Regions from separate parts of the Rattus norvegicus genome. Here region 1 is linked to region 2. Evidence: chromatin contacts called from public Hi-C data. All regions are on one chromosome and are shown on one strand. The core of a region is the stretch at or near the end of the contact, and the rest is flanking DNA. Distances in the headings are between cores, read along the strand shown. Region 1 holds the start of Unc5b (unc-5 netrin receptor B). Region 2 overlaps Unc5b (unc-5 netrin receptor B).

The links. A called contact is a pair of places that touch in the nucleus more often than the background predicts.
Region 1: a contact with region 2 is called in a Hi-C map of Schwann cells, with 4 times the contacts expected there. The contact joins the promoter of Unc5b here to the enhancer-like site in region 2. A contact is called at or near these places in 12 of 12 Hi-C or Micro-C datasets (the A7r5 cell line, the Rat2 cell line, Schwann cells and 7 more).

Annotation. Positions count from the first base shown.
Region 1 is chr20:29,305,555-29,312,079 of GRCr8, forward strand. Unc5b (unc-5 netrin receptor B) reads right to left here and starts at 1,716. Exons shown (of 17, transcript NM_022207.2): 1 at 1,317-1,716. The coding sequence starts at 1,398.
Region 2 is chr20:29,262,201-29,268,731 of GRCr8, forward strand. The region is part of intron 1 of Unc5b (unc-5 netrin receptor B); the gene reads right to left. Among named protein-coding and RNA genes, the nearest start is that of Slc29a3, 37 kb to the left of the region's middle. Within about 2 kb of position 1,796, at least 41 of the 93 cell types and tissues checked have an H3K27ac peak or open chromatin away from gene starts, as enhancers often do. A contact at or near this core is called in Schwann cells, where this site is marked.

The DNA.
Region 1 (6,525 bases), core at 466-2,965, 43 kb after region 2:
AGTGCACCCTTTAAAAGGAGGCTGGTTATTTAGCGTGCCTCCTCCCCCTCCCCATCATTACCTTCTAACTTCAAAACACTGCTTTAAATACCCGAGTCTGCCCAAATCATAATTAACTTGGATCAAATGATTGAGTGTTGTAACTTTACAGCACAAGGCTTGGGGAGAAATAAAAAGTGGGGGGATGTGCTAAAAGCAAGCTCAAGCCGTGGGAATCGTTCATTCCAGAGGAGGGACCTTTAGCTCTAGAAGAAAGAGAGAGGTGGGGAGGAGGGGAGAGCGGATGCCATCATCACTGAGGGTGGTGGGGTGGGGAGAGATGCGTCAACTCAAGCACTTTCTGCTAGTTTTCTTTCCCCATTCTCAGGGAGGTCTTTGTATAGGGTGGTCCTCCAGTCCCCAAATCACCTCCGAGAGTTGATTCACCCTAATGACAGTTCACCTGCTTGGGTACCAGAGAGGTTGGTATGAGTGTATACTTTTCCTTCCAAGGAAGACTCAGCCCCCTTTGCAACGCCTAGCCGAGCTACTACAGAGCTAGCAAGACACTTCCACGTTCGCGGTGAGAGAGGAGAATTGGGGACTTTATAAACTTAGGAGTCCGCCAAACCCTCTTAGAGCATCTTTACTGGGTCCAGGGGCAGTGCAGAGGCGAGCTCACTTGGTCTAATCCCCGGACAGCGAGAACGTCAATAACCTATATAAAACAGGCAAAGTCGAAAGGGGACACATTACGCCCCTCCACTCTCTGCCAACACTCACCCCAAAACAATCCACCAACCACAAAACCTTTCTATAACCGCCCGAGCCGTACCTGCGGAGAGCACAGGACTCGGCCCCTCCCCCTTCAATAGCTAAAGCCTTCAGACCTCGGCTCCCCAAAGGCCGAGGGGAAGAAGCGCTTCCAGGGTTCCGCAGTCTCCCGCTCTCTCTCCGTGACCCGCAGAATGCTGCTCGTGCAGCCCGAGGGAGCGTGTACTCAGACTTAAGTTGCAGGCGAACCGCAGCGAACGCACACCTGGCTCTGGCAGCGACAGTTTTTCGGTGGCAATCAGGGGTCACTTGGAAGTGAATCAGACCCCATTCCATAGTTAGCAACTATCCTTGGAGGCAGGAGAAGGGAGCTTCGAGCTTACGTGGCACCCAAGGTGGCCACGCGTCGCCCCCTCTCTCGGGCACCGAAGCTGCCTTTTAACTTGGGTGCGTCCATTGCGTTCTCCGAGCGCAGTGACTCCGCCAAGAACCACCCGAACTTGCAGTTGGACGCTGGGACGCGCCAGAACCACATCCCCTATCCCACTCCCTCTCGCTCCTACCTGCTAAGCTCGGTGTCGGATCCCAGCAGAGCAGCAGCGCCAGCAGCAGCAGCGCGCCCCGCGCCCCGCTCCGGGCCCTCATGCTCCTGTCGCCCGGCCCGGGCGCCTCTCCCTCGGGGTTCTTTCCCGGTCCCCAGCCTCGCCGCCTTCGCCTTCGCCGCCGCCTCGCCGTCCTCGCAGGCGCCCGGCAGCGCCAGCCCGTGCCCTCCGTGGGCGCAGCGGCAACCACGCAGCGCCGGGAGACTGCCCGGAGGCTCGGAGCGCTCCGGGAGTGGACGCCGCTGGGGAACCCGGCTCTGGTGCGCCCTTTCCGCGCTCTCCGGCGGCGACCGCCGTCCGCGCCCTGCTCCGAAGTTGCGCGATCCCAGTGGAGTGCGCTCAGTGGCGCTCGCAGCGGCCGCGCCGCAAAGTCTGTCCAAGTGGGGTGTGCGCTCCCCTCCGCGCCCTGCCGCTCCCCGCGGCTCGGCACCTTCGCCCGCCCCGCTGCTGGCCACAATGCCCAGCGCCGCCGCGCGCTCGCCCTAGAGTCAGCGGGCCGGGCCGGGGACTCACACGATAGGAGGCGGGGCCTGAAGGACGAGGGCGGAGCCACGGGGCCCAGCGAGGGGGGTGCCCTACCTCTGTGTAGGCGCGGCCGAGCTGGGGCCTATCAGAGGGGATCCTTGAAGAACGTAGGCTCCAAAGCACCGGAAAGCCGGTTCACTGAAAGCGGCCCGAGTCTACCGGATTTTCTTTCCAAAAATAAAGGAAATAAACATTCGTGCCCTTCTTAGCTTGGGTGTGAATCAGCTTTCGCTTTTGATTCTATCTCAAAAGGGGTGGGGGGGTGTTTAAGAAAAATGTCAAACACCCAAGTCCTGCTGGAGCGGAGGATGTAGGTGGGGAGTTCCAGCTGTGGATATTTGGGCATGAGTTCGGATAGTGATTGGTTCTATTTGTCTCCACGACCCAGGACAGAACTAGAACTCTACGTAGGATCCGGAAGGATGGCTCATCCTGGGATATGGTGAAACAGCCCAATTGATAAAAGGACATGTGTGGGGAGGGGCCTGCTGCTGTGCTTGGCTCAGTGTATAAACTTGGTTCCGCTCCTTAAGTACTTGACCTTGAAGGAGCTGCTTAGCTGTCTCCGTCATTGTCACCTGCGAAATGGGGAATAATGATGTCAGCTGTCTCCTTAGGGATTGAGGAACGGAATGTAGGAAATAGGAAGAAAGCAAGAAAGCGGGGCACAAATGGTGGCAAGTCTTGAGGGAAGCCGTCATCACCCAAGGGTGATAAGCTAATGTGACCAGATGAGACTTGGGAGATAGACATCACCTCACATGAAACTATCAGCATTCCAGTGTGGAAGCCCATGAATAGGCACCATTTCAGCTAATTCCACAACTCTATGAAGAAGTACCATATACACTCTTTTATAGAGGAGAGAAGTGGGACCATTGGTCCAAGCTTTGAGTGAAGGTGTGAAGGGGATAGGGGAAAAAACCCTCCAGGTGAATATGGTGGCCCACACCTTTAATGCCAGCACTCAGGAGGCAGAAGCAGGACAATCTTGGTGAGTTTGAGGCCAGGGCGCTTACATCGTGAGACCTTGGATGTGGTGAGAGGAGCACTTGGGGTCTCTCCCTGAGGCCTAGATTGGCTCTGAGAAGGAGCTGACAGATACCAAACGTCTCCTTGCTGCCCCCTATCCCTCATCGGCTGACCAGGTAAGCTTTTCCTCCTTGCAGATCTGGAACAGTCCTCTTCTTCAGGAAGAGAGCAGCCTAGCCAGGCTCTGAAGTCCTGTGGGAGGGTGGGAGGTTTACAAAAGAACCTAGTATTTCCAAGTTGTTCCTAGATTGGAGAAGAAAGGGTTTGGGAGCCATAGTTGGTGGTGGTAGTGTGAGGGCAGAGAAGCAAGGCCCCCTAGCTGTGTTTGGGGGAGAGGGAGCAAGAAAGTAGGATTTCTGGACACCCCCTGTATCCCAACTCCACCAAATGAAGACTGGAGATCTATTGGAGGCAGTGGGTATAGGCAACGCCCTGCCTCATGGCTGGCCACCCAGGGCCAGGAGGGTGAATCGGGTGGAGTGAACGCCCAAGGCAGGACTTCGGTTTCTGTGGGCAAAGGTAAACGGGCTATATTTAGCCTGGCCTGGAACAGCATGAGCAGCCGTAGTGGCTGAGCACACCCAGCCTGTTCCACCCATGTCAGACCGCAAGCATGCAGCCATACACGCCCCTGGACAGTTACACATATCCGCACAGGAACATACCAGTAAATACACAACAGAGACACACAGGTGCAAGATGACCTTCCCTGAAACACCCTGTGTACAAGCAGGCATCCACCTAGAAAAACACCTTCAGCACAGAGCCCTCGAGATTCAAGGCATATACACAGAGACCTCTGACTGGAAAGGCAAACAGGTATTTGGGTATTTAAAGACTGGCAAGAAACACGAGGGGGCCTGGGTACCAACACTCGCATCCCATGCTCAGACCCAAGACCCAGGCAAGGAGGTGGAAGATGCTGTGCCTGGGAGCTCAGTAGACGCTGCAGCCCCATGCTCCCCTGCTGGAATTTTGCTGGTGTTACTTTAGAAGTTGCTTAATTCCTTCTGGGGAGAGAGGGGCGTAGGAATAACAAGCATTTCTCTTCTTCCTACCTAGCCCCGATCCACCCTTCAGTCTGGAAGCTCTCTCTACTTTAAAAAAGCAAAATCACTTTATTCTAATTAACTCACAAATAAAAGCGCCATACAGCTAGCTTAAGGCGGCTACTGTAATCCTTGTGCCTTCGCTTTCGGCCTCTATCTATCTCAGTGAACATCTCTGTGCTTAGAATGACCAGTCTGAGGCTATGAAGCTTCCATGGGGCTCTGCACTCTTACTGTCAACTACAGTTTTCATTCAGTTACACACGCACACACACACACGCACACACGTATGCACGCACACACGCATGCACAAATTATAACAGAGTGAAAACTAGATTAAAAATAATATTCAGGGGTTGGGGATTTAGCTCAGTGGTAGAGCACTTGCCTAGCAAGCACAAGGCCCTGGGTTTGGTCCCCAGCTCCGAAAAAAAAAAAAATTCATGGGCTGGAGAGATGTCTTACTCTCTCCAGAACACTTTACTTTTCCAGAGGTCTTGGGTTCAATTCCCAGCAACCACAGGGTGCCTCACAACCATCTATCCTGGGCTCTGGTGCCCTCTTCTGGCATGCAGGTGTACATGCAGATAGAGTACTCGTATACATAAAATAAATACATCTTTTAAAAAAGATTCATATCCCTTCATGACTGTGTGTCCTTTTGGTTACCACATCTGCTCACAGAGGTCTTGCCTCTTATCTACCGTGTCTCCCCCGGCCCCACCTATGTGAAATCTCAGGGAGATGCGCTTTTTAGTCACTTGCAGCTAGCTCTTCTTTAGTCAGAAAACCTTATCTTTGGCCCTCAACTGGGAATGACCTCTTCTCTCCCGTGTGTAAGGCCCCACAGCCCTAGGGGTAACACAATGGAGGAATTGTATAGAAATTTCCAGAAGCGTCTTTACACCCTACGCCCTGGCACTCAGTCAGGGCAGAGGGGCGCTGCTTCTAGTTAAGTAAAAACAAGGGCACTGGTTTGCTAAGGTTGGCCTCCGTTTTTTCCTATTTATCAAGGCATGACAATAGTTTCCTGCACACAGTCGGAGGCAAGAGAAAAAGGGAGGCCTTATTGATCCAAAGCCATAAGAAGGAGTTCCAAGACTCCACCTGCATGCCTTGGAGGCTTAAGTGCAGATGTGGAGGACTGTTTAGGGGCATGTTTAGGACTGGAGGCAGGGAAATTTTAATTGGGGCACAAACTGCCTTGAAAGCTTGAGCCAGCGTTGACCCTTGTGGAGGCTGCAGGTGCTTCGGGGAACAGAACCACTCTCAACATGATAGCATGTAGGACTGGAAGTTGGAGCACAGATGATGGATGTACCTCTCAGCCCCCATCCACACTCTCATCCCGACTCCCCGCTGTTCTTTTTACCTGCTTGCTGAGAGATCTTACACTTACCCTTTCCTGGCATCAGCCCCCTCCGTCGTAAAAAGGAAATAATCACCACTTCTCAGGACTAAAAGGAATATGCACACATACTCTGATCTACCTAAGTAAAAACTACCTATTTCATAACAATTATGATTTGAAAGCAGCCTTTGGGGCTCCCTGAGAGAGTGGCTGGCAGCTTGGATGTAGCATTTCCAGCACTGGCCATGCTCGCAGGTGCCACTAGGCGGCGCACTGCAGCCTCAGCCTCCTCTGCGCCGCAGCAGGCTCTGCGAGGCAACTAGGCTACGGAACAGTCCCTGTCCACTCTTCTGGGACCCTCCAAAGAGAGCTTTCTCTTCCCTAGGTGATGGGAGTTGGTGTATGTGGGATTGTGAGTGGGAAGAGTTGAAAATTAAGTTCGCTAGGTCTCTCCTGATTAGTTCCGAACAGAAGGACTAAGTCATTTGTAAACTGCAGAAGGGAAGTGCCTGTGGTTGAAGTCCTTCAATTTGCAATAATATTAGCACACTCAATGCTAATCCTGGCCTAAGTCCTTCACATGCTAACCACACACATGGTAGGGACCCATTCACAGATGAAGGCAGTAAGTTGAGGGCAATGGCGTGTCTAGTCCTACCCCAACAGAGTGGATCACAAGCTGGAACTTAATTGAGATCAGGGGCCAGCGAGATGGCTCAGCCAGCAAAGTGCTTGCTGCAAACCCAGGAAGACCTGGGATCAGGTCCAGAACACCCAGTAAAAGCCAGGGTTCAGTGAGTCCCGTAAACCACGAGCTGCTGGAGGTAAGCTCTAGATTCAACGAGAATCCCTCTTTCAAAACAATCAGGCAGGGGGTGATTAAGGAAGACACTTAAGGTCATCCTCTGGCCTCCACATAGATGCACACACATGTGCACACAGAGGAGCTCACACGATACACACAATACATAAAGAAATGAATATAGCTGGTGGGATGGCTCAGTGGGTAAAGCTGCTTGCTGCTGTGCCTGGTGACCTTGTGCCTTGTATCTTCATTCTGCGACGAGGTCCCAGTCAGGACCTATCTCACGGTGACTCCCTAGGGTCCTGTTGGCTGTGGCAGTTTCTCAGCACCCCACCCTCACTTCCTATGACCCTGTCAGCTGAGGATGGCCGGCTAAGTATTTTGGAAGACGTTTCCCATCTGGTATTT
Region 2 (6,531 bases), core at 546-3,045:
AAAATAAAATTCTGCAGCGAAGGGGGGGCAGACCTGAAAATTGTCACCATAAGTATGGTAACTCAGAGTTATTTCATGTTATTTTTCATAGGTAGATCTATGGATCCTAGTTTCTAACATACACACACACACACACACACACACACACACACACACACACACACACACACACACACACCCACCCCTTGGCTGCTTTGACAGACCAACAATGACTCACAGGTGCCACCTGCTGGCCATTCCAGTCATGACACTGACCTTGAAGATCACAAGACCAGCTTCCTGGTCTCTGGGGATCCCAACCAGCACGCTAATCATGGTGAGGTCACACAGCCACCTCACCTCACCTCAGCCCCCAGATTCTCAAACTCTTTTGTCTCCTGTCTCTAAGGCCAGGTTTGAGTCAACCCACACTGCTGTCCTCATAGGGAGGAGTTCACTGTTCTCTTGGCCAGGGACACAGGTGGATATGGGGACCAGTAAGCTGTGCAGGCACTGTATGTGGGAGATCCGAGTCGCCTTAGCAGCCTCAGTGACTGTTCTGGAGGACAGAGGATGTACCACACTTCCAATGGACTTCAGTGTTCACGTCAGGAGACATGATGGACACGGGCAGTGGGAATGGCGAGATTGTTCAGTCCACAGGCTTCTCCCCAGCCATGAAGACACCGAGGTGTCAGGATCTAAGGCACTAGGGTAGGCAGGAGGCAGAGCAAATCTGATCGTCCTGCCCCAGCCTCCTGAGTGCTTCAATTATAGGCACATGTCACCTCACCCCATTCTAGTCCTTTTTTAAAAAAAGATTTATTCATTTATTATATGTAAGTACACTGTAGCTGTCTTCAGACACACCAGAAGAGGGCATCGGATCTCTTTACAGATGGTTGTGAGCCACCATGTGGTTGCTGGGAATTAAACTCAGGACCTCTGGAAGAGCAGTCAGTGCTCTTAACCGCTGAGCCATCTCTCTAGCCCCATTCTAGGCCTTTTATGAAGAAGGAGTAGCTTTGCTTTCCCTGAGGTGACCTTTGACTCCAGGCTCAGGCTGGGCAGAAGTGGGCAGGTTGTCTAGAACCTTCTCTGACCTGGTTCAAATCCTCAATCCGAATTAGATCTGAGAAGGTGGTTTGCCCTTTGTCTGCTAACTTCAGGGGGTCTCCATGAGGGTTGTCACCCAAGGAACCAGATGAAAATGTGCCCCGAGAGCAGTGGTCCTGCAGTCTGGGCAGCAGGTGGGGGATGGCCTCCAGCCATGGGCAAGGATCTGGAGATCTGTACTTCGGGTCCTCGGCCATGGTCACCTGAACCCTTTGAAGAAAGTTGTCTGGACCCCTGCATGTTACCAGCTCAGAAATGAGAGGCACTAACAACATCACACAACAAACTAACTCGACCAGATCAGAGTTCTGCTTCAGGCTGGCTGGCACAGGACAGGGAGGCGAGGAGGGGGTAAGGGACGTGTGCACAGAGCTGTCCCATGCTGGGCACATTTATCATCAATCCTCACAGTGGCTCCTCAGCCCCTGGACACTAGCTAATTCTCCCAGCCCTGACTCCCACTGCATGGAGAATCTCTCCCATTCACTGTGGGCCGCTGTGCTCGGTTGGAAGCGGGCAGAGCTGGAGGAGACGAGCCAACTTATTATTATGTTTTAAAAACACAAACCCCACAGGGTGGACCCCTCCTTGGACGCAAAACACTGCCTCCATCTGGCCCCGGCTCCTGTGGGGTTCAGGCTGCGGTCCCCCTCAGAGGCTGTTACAATGCCCGTTACTCATGACAAATGGGGGCTGGCCAGCTTGGAGGATACCAAGTTGTTCCTAACAAAGAAGGCCTCTCTTACCCAGCCCTGTTCCCACACCCTCCACAGACCCATCCATGCCCATGATGTCATTTCCTGTGATGGCCACAGGAAGCAGTCTTGCCAAGAGGGCTGGGACTTGCAACCTCAGGAGGGTCTCCCTCTGAGGCTCAGACATTCCCACTTACAAGAGTGGGGATGGACACACGGTCCTTGGGGAAGCTATACTGCTGCCCTCCCTCCGGATCATTCCCCTGAACCCTGGGTTCTCTGGCATGGACACCTCCATAGTTAACTTCAGTGCCAGGTTTGGTGGGGTCAGAGCCCTGAGGAATGGTCTTCTGCTTCCTCCTCTCCTAGGTAAGAGGACGAAGGTCTTTTATCCCCCCTCTTCCAGAAAATGACCTTCAATCTCACTCGCGGCATTTAAAAGCCTGTATGGTACCACACACACCAGCCAAACAACATGTTCCATTTTACAGGGCTAGAAACTGAGGCTCAACAGCTAAAGGATACACCCAAGACCATCCAATCGCATTGATGATCCTCTGGACCACTGAGAATAGCTGTATCTGTCGTCTTGGTGAGAATCAGGCCTTGGCCTCAAGCCTAGCATGTGGGCCCCTTCCCCTTCATCTGACCCTCCCATGTTCCAGACCTGTTTGTGGGCACCTCAGCCAAACAATGAGCTAAGCTTATACCCACAGGATCACACACTCCAAACCAGAAATCACCCATTACCATCTCCCTACACATCAAAACCATATCCTGGCAGGGACAGAGGCTCCATTCCTGCGGCCCGCTACGATAATGCTGCCATCTCTCTTCAGGGGATGCCAGCCTTCCACCCTTTTTTTTTTTTTTTTTTTTGGGTGACTTGCAATTTCAAATTCCACCAAACACTCAGCTGCTTCTGTGGACAAGGTGGGAAGTGTGTCCCTGGTACATGGACGGGGTGGGAGTGTGTCCCTGGTACATGGACGGGGTGGGAGTGTGTCCCTGGTACATGGACGGGGTGGGAGTGTGTCCCTGGTACATGGACGGGGTGGGAGTGTGTCCCTGGTACATGGACAAGGTGGGAAGTGTGTCCCTGGTTCTGTGGACGGGGTGGGAGTGTGTCCCTGGTTCTGTGGACGGGGTGGGAGTGTGTCCCTGGTACATGGACGGGGTGGGAGTGTGTCCCTGGTACATGGACGGGGTGGGAAGTGTGTCCCTGGTTCTGTGGACGGGGTGGGAGTGTGTCCCTGGTACATGGACGGGGTGGGAGTGTGTCCCTGGTACATGGACGGGGTGGGAGTGTGTCCCTGGTTCTGTGGACGGGGTGGGAGTGTGTCCCTGGTACATGGACGGGGTGGGAGTGTGTCCCTGGTACATGGACGGGGTGGGAGTGTGTCCCTGGTATATGGACGGGGTGGGAGTGTGTTCCTAGTACTCTCTTCTTTCACCCCACAGCCAGATGCTGTGGATAACCATTTGATGCTTCAGACCACATGGCAACCCCACTCCTTCCTGTAGCCCCGCAGCCTGCAGGCCCTTCCCCATTGGACTGGAGACTTTTTCTTTTGCCCCCCTGGTCTCACCCTGGGGCCATCTTGAGAGTCCTCTGTAGTCCCTGCAACAGCTTCCCTAACCCCACTTTAGAAACGCACATTTCAGGGTTGGGGATTTCGCTCAGTGGCAGAGCGCTTGCCTAGCAAGCACAAGGCCCTGGGTTCGGTCCCCAGCTCCGAAAAAAAAAGAAAAAAGAAAAAAAAACTAAGGTGACAAATAATAGAGGAATGTTCTACACCATCCTCCAAACTCTATATACATGTACAAATAAATGTTTAAAAAAAAGAAACGCACATTTCCTGCTCTGAGCCATCTGGGCAGCTCCAGCCCCTGGGACAACCCTCCCTGACCTCTCTCTTTAGACTGTGTCCCTTCCCCAGGTTCCCAGCTCTTCCGGAACCATCTCAGCTCCAATGCTGTGAGCGCAGGGCATTCCTGAGACAAGCATCCCACACCAGCCCCTCACCTTCACTGTGTCCTTGGCGTACAGACCCTAGGTCACTACAGAGCAAACTCCATGGTGGCCCAGGGCCCTGTCTGTAGAGGTGGGCCCACTAGGTAGGCTTTTCTCTGTCTCTGCTGCCCAGCTTCCTTGGAATCAGGGTAGCAGTTGGGGTACAGGAGAGCCTGGGCCACAGAAACCGACTGGAAAGCCGGATCCTCAGAGCTCAACTGATAACTGTCCCCCGAAACAGAACCAGAGAGGGTATGTTTGGGCCTTCGATCACACAGCACATGATCAGTAGAACCACTGGGCACTAGACCCCCAGGGGCATCACAGGGACTTTATTTTAAAACTCTTTCCTTTGAGCTGGGGGCAAAGTTCAGCAGTTCAGCACTTAACCAGCATGCATAGGCCCTGGGTTCAATCCCTGACACATATAAGTAAATTTACTTAAAAAATTAATTAATTAAATAAATAAATTAAATAAATAAATAAATAAAAAAGCTTTGGTCCGTTCTGATTGTAAAGATAATCATACTGTTGACATTAAATGACATTAAGAATGGTTTGGGAAAAAAAAATATAAAAGTAAAACCCAACCCGTTCCACCATGCCCCTTGATGGCTTAATTTTTTTTTTTTTTCGTTTTGTTGTTCGTTTGTTTGATTGGTTGGTTTTGGGTTTTTTTTTTTTTTTGGTGTTTTTAAATTTTTTGTTTTTGTTTTTCAAGACAGAACTCTGTATAAGAGGTTAGCTTTGAACTCAGAGAGATCTGCCTGCCTCTACCTCCATAGTGCTGGGATTAAAGGTGTGCACGGACACACACAGCCTAAATATTTTGTTACTTGAGAATTTCACACAGGAGCATAGGCATGACCTCCTCCTCCTCCCCCCCTCCCCCTCCTCCCTCTCCTCCTCCTCCCCCTCCTCCCAGTCCTCCTCCCCTCCCCCTCTTCCCTCTCCTCCCCCCTCCCCCTCCCCCCCCCCATCTCCATGCAGCGGGCATCAACCACTGACACCTCACAAGCATAGGAATTTCTCATCTCTAGCTTCTACCATCCCATGCCCTTCTTGGTCTGGAAGCCACTGGTGCTGTCTGACACCCCAGTGGGCTGTCCTCAGAGTGTCCACTTCTCACAGGGCCTTGATTTTCCCATCTGGGACATGGGATCATTTTAATTTGCTCTGCCAATTTCAAGATGCTGGGCTTCTTAAATTCAGAAAACCCTTTCTTCAGCTGGGCTGCCCTGTCAGCCACCGACTCCTCTTCCTTTAGAAGAGAAAGAGGTGGCCTTCAAAGGGGGTGCTGGGGTGCGGGCTTATAGCATTTCTTTTTTTTTTTTTTTTTTTTTTTTTGAGACATGGGTGTTGTTCTGTAGCCCAGGCTTGCTTTGACTGGCAGCAATCCTCCTGCCTCCTGAGTGTGGGATCTCAAGCATGCAATTACGCCCGGCTTGGGCTTGACGGACAGCCTCGGGTTTCCAGGGTCCCAGGGTAGACTTCCAGCCTCTGTGTGTGTAGCCTGCTCTCTGATGACACAGAGCTGTAAAAGGCTGATGCAAGCTGGAAGAAGGGAATGAAACAGACTCCGTGGGGCAGATGGAGCTGTTGCCAGCCCCGGGGGACATAGGTCCCTGTTTCGCCTGCCTGTTTGCGACTGCTGATGTAATCACCAGGCCTCCTTGGCTCAGGGCTGGGCCTGCTCACCTGGTTTTCCAAGTGAGCTGCAGGTGGCAGGTGAGAGGGCAGGAGGGCAGGGGGGATGACACAAGCGTCCACGGAACTGCAGGAGATGCACTCCAGGTCACAGGACCCACTGTCACTTCAGGGGAGCTGGCCCCATCTCTGATGTGTCCGTGGCGTAAACCGGAGACACAACAGGCTCTTGGTTAGTTCCCACCTGTGGAGTTCTTGTGTGGAATAAAGAAGGAAACTTGGATCTACGGAAGAAAAACACTTGAACGGTCCCGGATCAGCTACTAGCCCACTGGGCGACTCTGGGCCAGCTGCTTTAACCTCCTGAGACCTCAGTTTGTTTATCTGTAGAGTGGGTGTGGTAACATGTACCCACCCACCGCTGAGGCAATTGGGGGCCAGAGAGTGAAAGCACTTGGGCACTTGGGGACAGCAGTACTGGGTGGGTGGAGGAGCGGAGGATCAAGTGCTGGGATCTCAGGAAGCTAGAGCCACAGGCTGGGCAGACAGCGCTCAAGAGCCTCCCCATGGGGAGGAAGCAAGGAAGAGGATAGCCAATTCCCCAGGGTCTTGAAGGAGCCACTAGAAACATGCTGGGGCAGAGGCCTGCAGGGACCCCCAGAGGCGTTGGGAACAGTAGGCTGCATGGTGAGAGTTGGACCCTAGGGGAGACTAGGCCTCCGATTATGGCTGTGGATACTAGTCTTCTAGAGCACTTCCTCTGACTTGTCTAGGTCCAAGGAAGTGTCCCTCCTCTGCATGCTGTTTAAGTTCTTAATTGTGTGTCGGATTGACTCTGATCAATTATGGTCAGCTCTGATAGGAGACTTTTCACAAGGAACCAAAGGAAAGACACGGCTACACAGTGCAGGTCTGGTCCCTGTCTCTCCCCCCCCCCCCCACACCGCTCCACCCCGCCACCACTCAGAGAACTGGGCGACACCAGGAGGTTCCAGTCTAGAAGCTCCGAATCTCTTTATTAACGTCTAGGTCATATATAGGATCTCAATCACTGGTGTTGTCACCAAAAGTCACATGGTT